Regions from separate parts of the Anas platyrhynchos genome. Here region 2 is linked to region 1. A link is a contact called in public Hi-C data. All regions are on one chromosome and are shown on one strand. Each heading gives the region's core, a stretch centred on a gene start, on an enhancer-like site or on the middle of the called end of the contact. The rest is flanking DNA. Distances are from core to core; before and after follow the strand shown. Region 1 has its middle 10 kb from the start of GALNT11. Region 2 overlaps PRKAG2 (protein kinase AMP-activated non-catalytic subunit gamma 2).

Region 1 (4,454 bases), core at 1,159-3,658:
AAATGCAAGGGTTACGTGGTGACATCCTCTGCTGTAAGCAGATTTCACCAACTTGACTTAGCGACTTGGGAACAATTACAATTTTTGAAGGTAAGGTTGAAATAACACAGCACCAAAACTGCTTTTCATAGTTTATGTGTCTATTCTGAGAGATGTTGTCAACAACTCATAGCTTGAGGATGTTTGAACTTAGTTGCACACGGTGCCAAATTATATGTTCTCAGGAGGATCACGCCTACATGCAAACAGGCAAGTTGCTATTTGCTTTTGCCATTTTCCCAGAGGAAACGATGGTGCCAGACAAGTGTGAGCAGACCAACCTCATATAGTATGTGAGGCTTTGTGGTTTCAAACTCTGGAAGTAGAAATGACAAGTACTCCCACTACACCTCGTGTAATTTCCCAGGGAAGCAGAACAGTGACTCTAATTGAGGAGAGCAGGAGATCCCCCTCCCAGATCAAGTCTCTGGGCTCAGGTACACAAGAACTTTCTAAATGTAAACCAAGGTTTTGTGAGAATTTCTCACTGTTCCACATTGCCCTGGATTCCTCGAGCATTTGTACTCAGCCTAAAGGTAGATTTGGCCCAGAGCTGAAGAATGGAGATTGCAACTGATAGTAGAAGAGATAACTACTGGAGCTCATAACCATCACCTAGAGACACAAGTAAACTGAAAGTATACAGTAGCTATTTTTTTCTGAGTTGGGATTCTTGCCATCAAAATGAAGCCAAGGAGATCATTAAACCTGGCTTTGGTAAAACACAGAAAATTCTACCTACTTACTTGCTAAAACCAGGAAATCAGATGCTACAGCCACTGCTGAGGATCAATTTTAAGCCAGATCTCTGACATTAAGCACTACTGTGCCACTGTGTACTGCGGCAGTCTTTGTCTTGTCTGACATTCATTATTTGATGGACCAAGGTTTCCTGAGTTTAAATATATTCAATAATGAATATCAGCTTTATTTAATACAACTTAGTCACAGAGCAAGAAAAGAACCTATTTTAGTTTTCAGTTTATCTTTGTCATATATAATGCAAGAATTTTCTGAACCCTTTCTTTGCCCTCTAAACATAGATCCCATGAAACAAAACCTTTAGTTCAATCAGAATTTGCATTTCTTGCTAGACTTCCAGATGAATTGGCTTACCATGTCAAATAAGCAGATGAAATAGATTCACTTAATGAGCCCGGATAAGAGAGGGAATGAAGGAAGAGGAAAAAGTAAAACTAGCCTCACAATAATTAGCTAGGCTGTTTCATTCTTCTTTCTGTAAGTGCCAAGGTATGAGAAGTAGGCATTGAAAGGTAACTGATAAGCCACCCAGGGGTTACTCAGTCTGAAGATAACACAACAGACTATACTAGAGAGAGAGAGCCTTATATATACAAGCCTGAATGTCAGAAGCAGCCTGGACGTGACAGTACAGAGCTTTCTGAAGGCTAATTGATGCTCATTCAGAGCAGGGTGAAGACAACCCGAGACAGTACACGTAGCGTGCCTCCTCATTCAGAGCACCAGGGCTTTTAAAGACCATACAGCCCTAACTATGAGAATTAGCAGGCTGAATAGCTGCCCTGTTCCTGACTTGCAGTTTTCTCCCAGGTTAATGTGACAGATGGGTGCTGCAACAGGCAGGAATCACATTCAGAATCTGGCTGGGGGAGCATAAAAAATGCTCACAATATGCACGTGTCAACCTCTTATGCTACCAACCTTTGCGTTACACTGGATTTCTAACAGGACATTAAGAAATATTGTTAGTCTCTCACTTTTTTTTTTCCCCTTTATCTTCTTCATGGGGCTTTATGGGATAGAAAGAACTAAACTTTTCTGTTTAGATTTTGTTTTGGTCAGGTTTAGGGAGTAAATTTATTTATTTATTTATTTATTTATTTATTTATTTGATATAAGTACCCACTTGCTCATATAAAGCAATCATACTTGGAAAGAAAATTTCTGAAGATTTTAGCTAAAAAATATTGCGTAGACAGTAAATATCTAACAAACATGGAAAAGGATACTGATTTTTGTTGTTTTGACTAGCATGGAAAGTCACAAAGCATTTAAGACATGCTGGCTAACTTCTGATTTTGGAAGGGAGGAATATATTTGATGTTGCTAACCAACCAGCTTTGCATCACCCTTTGAAAGGTAAAATGATTGCAAAGTTTGATATGGCTATATACAACTGGCTACAAGAAGAGCACATTTGTTTTAAACCCCAGTTTAAACAGATACATTAGGAGGGAATAATCTTAGGAAGATCCCTAAACCCAGTCCCTTTATGACAACTTCGCAGCACTTAATCCGTTTTTGAAATCACTAAATTGCACATCAGAACACGTGGGGCAGTGAACTTCTGCCCAAAAAGTGGTAATAAAACCGACTGGGAGATACATTTCCCAAAAGGAATTCAGGCTATTCAACACATTGCTCACCCTGTGTACTGTTGTGGGGACCCACCTAGTGAACGCATGAAGAATTGCAATCAGAAGAGAAAGAGAATATTGAGCCAAGGAGACAAATAATTGAACAATATAATTTAGAAGCTTGCAAGTGGTGAAACATGTGGCTAGACAAGAGAAACCGCAAATTCCAGCCAAACTACATCTAACCACCATCTGGTATTGCTTTGCAACTCTCAGATAACATGGCTCTATAATATGGTAGAGCAGAAACTTGCATTTAAAAGAAGGGATAATGTATTTCGGCTTAGCTCAAATTGGTACGGTGCCACTGGGCATCTTTGGGACGTATGCTCAGTATTACCCGTCTGAGAACTGACACAAACAGGAGTTGGTCTCTGTAAATTCAGAATGGCTTTACTAAAAGTCACTAGAAGAGATTTCTCTCTCTCTCTCTTTAAATTTTAATCTTGTAATATAAGACAACATTTTACACATAGGTCAAATTTTCAAGGTCTTATTCCTCTGTCCACAAGGACTGGAGGTTTTCATTACAATGAAAGCTGAATTTCTGACCTTATTTCCTTTGGCAGTGAAGGCTATAAGAACAACACGAGTATTGTTTGGTTTACAACATATTTTTACATAATGAAATGCTGCGAATTTTATTACAACCAATACTGATCTGTTCAAAGGGATTTTGCCCTCATTTCCTAAGTGCCCTGTCCTCACTCATCTAATTCACAAGAGAACCAAAACTTTCACAATTGATCAATCTCCAAACTATATCGACATAAAAATCAGCCACCTAGCTAAACCCTGGTATTTTCTCTTAATGATACAAGATGACATGATCTTTTTTCCTTCATAAGGACATACAAAAGGGGCAGAGATTTTATATTCAGAAAATATTGAAAATAGCTTGTGAATGAAACCATCTGCCTTTTTTTTTTTTTTTTGCCATCTCAAGATCCCACAAATGAAAGTTGCAAATATTGAATATCCAGTTACAAATGGCTATGTTATAATGTAGGAATTCCCCTCTAATCTTAATATCACTTGCTTTTGATTCTGTTCTTGTGTATACATTCTTAGTTCCGCACAGTTTATGTGACTTTATTTCCAGAAGGGTCCTGGAAAACCAGCCCCACGGAGCCACTTGCTAGCATCGAGTACGGCCACTTAAGGTTGGTGAAGAGCCATGCCAGTTTAGAGGCAAGAATGGGCTTTTAGTTTATCTCATCCTTATTACAATGTTCTTCTCTCTTCCTTGACAAGACTATTACAAGGAAATCTCCCTCATGCCAACCAGCTTGATCTTAGACCTTGAAAATATTTCATTTCCACTTCTTTCCTGTCCCTTTCTTGTGTTCAGGATACTATTAGGTGCTTATTAGCATTTTCATAACAAGGAATACTTTTACCCTTTGTTGCTTAAATGTCTGCATTTGAATACAAAAAGCTCTACCTGAAAACTAGGGCTTTTGCATGAGAGTGTCCTAGTAGTCAGAACACTGCTATTTGGGGAAACAGGGACTCTATTCATGGTTCTGGACTAAGAAACATCAAGTCACACAGGCCATACCTGCCATCTGCCCACACAGCCACTGCTGTCTCCAAAAAAAAGGGAAATAGGCACCAGAACTGGAACTGCAGTCCTTAGGAGCAGTGATATTTGACCCCAGAGATAGGAACAGAAAGCCTTGCTCCCTACAGCCTTCCTCTTTGGCTTGGCACTTTCTAGTCCTCCTTTCCCCTTGGTGGAAATAGCCCCTTTTCTCCTGTCCCCTCCCTGGTTCTCCTTCCTTTCTCAGCAGCCCCAAGCAAGTAGAAATTGCCGTAGGGAGAAGAAGACAGGAGGTACTGCTGCTTGTGGTAGTAGGTGAGACATGACTGGAAAGGACAGGTCAGGGGGTCCTATAACCCTCAAGGTGGTATGGCAGAAACATCAGGGTGAAGAGGGAGACACCTCTCTGCAGCTCTCCAAAGCCTCTCCAAGCCTTCCTTCCACCTATAGCATCCACAAAATACTGCTGACCT
Region 2 (4,454 bases), core at 1,225-3,724, 200 kb before region 1:
GAAACAAAAAGCCACAGCGCTCTACCACACTGCAGAACAGATTACTCCATTTCTGTAGCAGGCAGCTATTGCCATCTTTTGGCAACTAAACGCTTCCCACAGAGCCAAGAGCCTAGCAGATGATGATTTACTGATTAAAAGCAAAATGAGAAACCGAAAACAAAAATTTTCTGGAGACTGTAGTAATTTGTGTCATTAAGCCATCCATTCCAGCCCTAAATCATCGTAGCAACATAGCAGGAACAGGCTCAGAACACCTAGATGCTCTAACTGCTGCACAGGGGTCTTTACATGTGAGATGGCTTTACATAAATTCTCACAGCCACAAAGAAGCCAATATAAATTTGGATTTTTCTGAACCTTTTCCCAGTGAGTGACTCCGGCTCCAACAAGTTGCCTTCTCATTCTGTTCAACCAGGAAGCCTCCCCACAGCTCCTCCTCTAGCAGAGCACGAAGGATACAGTTGAAACAATATGGGGGCTTGTATTCAAAGCACAGCATTACGGGAGAGCTGCTCAGATTTCATTTAGCACTCAGGAAACACACGCCCATTAAAAAAAAAAAAAAGAGAACTGCAAGCAAAGGCAGACTGAAAGGAGAATACTCACTTGTAGCGTAGTGTCGAAAACAACAAGCTTAGAGCTTGTTGGAACAATGTCATAACACTTGTGTGACCTCATGAATCGCACATAAATGTCACTTTCCGATTCTTCAAGTGCTGTAAGTAAAAACATTATGTTGTTTTATTTAAATGACCTTAAAAAAAAAAAAAAAGAGTAAAAAGCATGCCAAATCAACTGAACACCATTGCAGGACATCCCTACAGCAAAACTCAAATCCATGCTTTCAGATCTAGACAGACAGTTCATCGTCCTGCACTTTGCATTTCACTTCTTTCCTTTCCAATTTAATAGCACACGGGCAAATGCATGGCTTCTCCTCGACAAGAAAGGACTTCAGTACTAAAGCGTTACGTTTCGGTTTTGTTTCCCTAACAGCAAGCTATTGACTATGCATACTTGGTACCTGAACTCCAATTACGTACAAAGCAAGTTGGAAATTTAAGTAGCATCAGGCTTAACTAAGCCTTAAGTTAATATTGCTCTGATAACAAGTTCCCCAATCGGCACCGCTCCATTCAAACTACGTTACACAAAACCTCACAAATCCCACAGTTCATTTATGAAAACAGGATCCATTGGGGCTGGACTCTTTTTTTTGCAAGTTTTCTTTTTTTGTTGTTGTTGTTGTTAAACATGATTTGTCTGTAACAAGGACACACGATCCAATCTATATTAAATTAATTTTGCATTTATCAAGCTTAGATGCACATGCGTACAGTCTTTAGATCTGCTTGGGTATGTTACTTTTTTTTTTTTTTAAAGCCCTTTGGCCCTATGTTCTTTACAGTAGGTACCTGCAGCTCAGTCAAGGTTAACCTCCCTATCAGACGTGCACCCTTGCAATCCTGTAACACTGTGCTGGAACTCGGTCATGCTGTGCTTTTGCAGAGCAAGGAAAAAAAAACAAAAAACAAACCTGAACTACCTACTAACCATTGAAGAACTTGGTGTTAGAAAGCTATAAACCTCAAAATCCTCGTTTGCTACATGTGCTCAAAATTAATCCTCTAGTGCCAGAGAAAATGTCACTTCCACAGGGTGGCTCAGCACAGTTTTAGTCCAATCCTACAGAAGCCAAGATGGAACTCCCCTGTAGCAGCTACTGTAACATACAGGCAGTCTCTCTGCGTGTCAAGTTAAGTCCTTCATTTCCAGCTCCCCCTACTCTTTAAAGAAGCCCTTTCCCCACCAAAACCCAAGCAGCAGTTCTAGAGGAATACAGAAGAGAGTTCAACTAGAAAGAAGCAGAAAAAAAAGTAAATCGTTCGTTGGATTTATGTTCCTATAAAGGTCAGGACCAGGAGTGAAAATAGCAGGAGCTAGGAGAAATTGATAAGAGATTAGGAAACAATGCGAGCAAACCGATAGGGGAAGAATGAGGCAGATTGACTCGGACAAGGCTGGTGCGAAGCAGCCTTTATAAGATGATACCAAAGGGGAACTGGTACTGACTCGGCAAGGGCAGGCATAAGGGAGGTCAAAAAAGGCAGTTGGGAACAGAGAACGCTTTATGTAACTCTGTAATATAGCAACAGCTTATCACCCCGCAGCTTCCTCAACAGCTTCCACAGCTACTGGCTGCACAAAGCGAATTCACTGACCCTGCAGCAGGGCGAGCTATGGCTGGCTTTCTTCTTAAAGAGCAAACTAGAAGGAGGAGGTGGAGGAGACAATGTTACTTTGCATACAATCAGCTTTTTTTTTTTTTAAATATATATCAAATAGCTGATGAACTGCAAAACCAGCAACTGTTTTTAGCTGAAAAGATGTCACCCTTCGCAGAGCACGTCATCGCTGGGTACCGTTCTGTCGGCCTACCACCAGTTATGCAAATGCAGCGAGGGCAGTAATTGCTGAGTGAGCTTGTTGCCAGCTTTAATCAGGCAAGGTCGGGAACGGCAGGCACAGCTCTGACCTCTGCATGGACCAGCGCGGTAAAGATGTGCCTAGAAACCCTCCTCTTGCTCAGCACACGCTCTGAACACAAACTTTTAACCAGACCTGAACAATCTTCACCCATTCGGGATGTGTGGGGTTGGCTAGGTGCTGCTACCTCACCCGAGTTTGTCTCCCAGTTCAGAAATCAGCATCAGGCGCATCCCCCAGGCACCACAAAGCAGCCGGTTCCTTCCCCGAGGATGGAAAGTTCAGATTGGAAACGCTCAGAAGCGCAAGACGGTGATCTGTGAGCCCTGTGTTTAACAGCTACAAAAATAGCGAGGGAACTCCAGCAGGATCTAAACAAGGATGCAATTGTCCAGCTGGAACTGAGGTTTGTTTCTGCAGATCCTGACACCACGGGCCAGCATAATGCCCTGCTGTAGCAGCCACAAACTACACATGCAAAACATACGCCCTGCTGCGCTACCTCGTATGCTCGACGTGGTGTCGTCAAGTGGCAACTGGAAAGGATATTCAGGACCTTCCAAGCCCTTCAGCTACCCACAAGTACTGAGGAGCTGCCTCCAGCTTGCTCTTTGTACGAGAACTGTGTGTGAGTTATTGGTGTGTGTGGCTGCTGAAAGGAGAAGAGGTCTCCAGCAGGCTCGGGACTCCTCAATTTACCCCACGGGCAGGAGGTACGTACATATCCTGTCTATTCTTTCACCCCAGATCAGCAGCGTACTCAGGTGTTGATACCAGAAGGGTGCACGACATGGACAAGTAACGCAGACCCTCTGCTCCTGCTGGAAGAAGGAATTGAGGTATCCAGGATTAGATTTGCATCTGGATCTCATGTGCAGAAGCCCAGTTACAGTAAGGGATGCCCCGAGCTGTAGCAGAAGCCACAGAAGGACTACAAGCTACGGGAATTCTGAGGGCAGGGCCTCCTAGGGGAGCACAAGCTGCAGTGGCACGGCAGCAGCGCCAAGCACAGCCCGTCCCTGCCACTCCTGGCAATTGTATTCCCTCTCTCCGAGGCAGAAGCCTGACGTACACCTTTCACAAACTGCTCCTGTAACTCCCGTAACGTGTGTGAGGCTGGAATGGCACCAGACAGCTCCAGGAGTCCAGACTCAGCAAAGGCAGCTGCAAAGAAGCCCTGGGGAATACATTTGCTGGACCTACACCACGATTTAGGATGCTGCCTCCAGCCAGACCTCAGCTTCCTACAGCTGATGAGCTGAACGTTGCCTGGCTCACTGACAGAACAGATTCCCAGCAGGAGGCATCTTAATCTACAGCAGGGATCAGGGGAGAGGAGTCCACTACGAGTGAGTTTGTTTCTGCAGGGTATTCCCTAGTGAAAGCCCGTTTCTTGAAGATGGATCAGAAAGTTGTGCTGCAAGAGGACGTTCTCTACGTGCACTCCCTCCCCACAAGTCAGAGGTGAAGGCAAAACGCTCCAACCCCCAGGGCTTTCTTCTGTAATTTTTTTTATAGACAGAGCACAAGCAGAAGTTACCTGAAAGGTTACAAGACTTTTGGACTATTTAAGCACCTGATTACAGCCTGTCTTAAGGCCTTGTATAGGGGAAAGTTATCACACACCCTCACCTTATTCCTAACAGGCAGGGATCCTTTAAAGAGAAGATCAAGCTATTTCCCCTCCCAATCCACCCCACCACCTTACATACTTAACACCAAGCCATTTTTACTCCTTTCTCTCCCACCCTCCCCTATGACAGAGATGCTTTAACTTTATTTCAGACAGCAAATATTTTGAAAAACTTTGTGGCTTTTCTCCCCAAATAAAAAAAGCCAAGGATGAACTACTCAGCAGTGCTGACTCAGATCACGGTGGGACCTGGCACTAGGTGTAATTATCTATTTAGAGAGCTCTTTGGTGGAGCTTGTGTCTGAATACTCCTCCTAAGTGAAAAGGAAAC

What was found. Hi-C and Micro-C count contacts between places; a contact is called where the count stands out from the background.
Region 2: a Hi-C map of F1 follicle shows a contact between it and region 1, with 3 times the contacts expected there. The contact joins two enhancer-like sites. A contact is called at or near these places in 7 of 8 Hi-C or Micro-C datasets (F1 follicle, F5 follicle, liver and 3 more).

Annotation. Positions count from the first base shown.
Region 1 is chr2:152,761,770-152,766,223 of IASCAAS_PekinDuck_T2T, reverse strand. No RefSeq gene overlaps it. Among named protein-coding and RNA genes, the nearest start is that of GALNT11, 10 kb to the right of the region's middle. Within about 2 kb of position 2,408, at least 1 of the 8 cell types and tissues checked has an H3K27ac peak or open chromatin away from gene starts, as enhancers often do. A contact at or near this core is called in F1 follicle, where this site is marked.
Region 2 is chr2:152,961,806-152,966,259 of IASCAAS_PekinDuck_T2T, reverse strand. PRKAG2 (protein kinase AMP-activated non-catalytic subunit gamma 2) reads right to left here. Exons shown (of 16, transcript XM_027450396.3): 6 at 610-719. Among named protein-coding and RNA genes, the nearest start is that of RHEB, 32 kb to the left of the region's middle. Within about 2 kb of position 2,474, at least 3 of the 8 cell types and tissues checked have an H3K27ac peak or open chromatin away from gene starts, as enhancers often do. A contact at or near this core is called in F1 follicle, where this site is marked.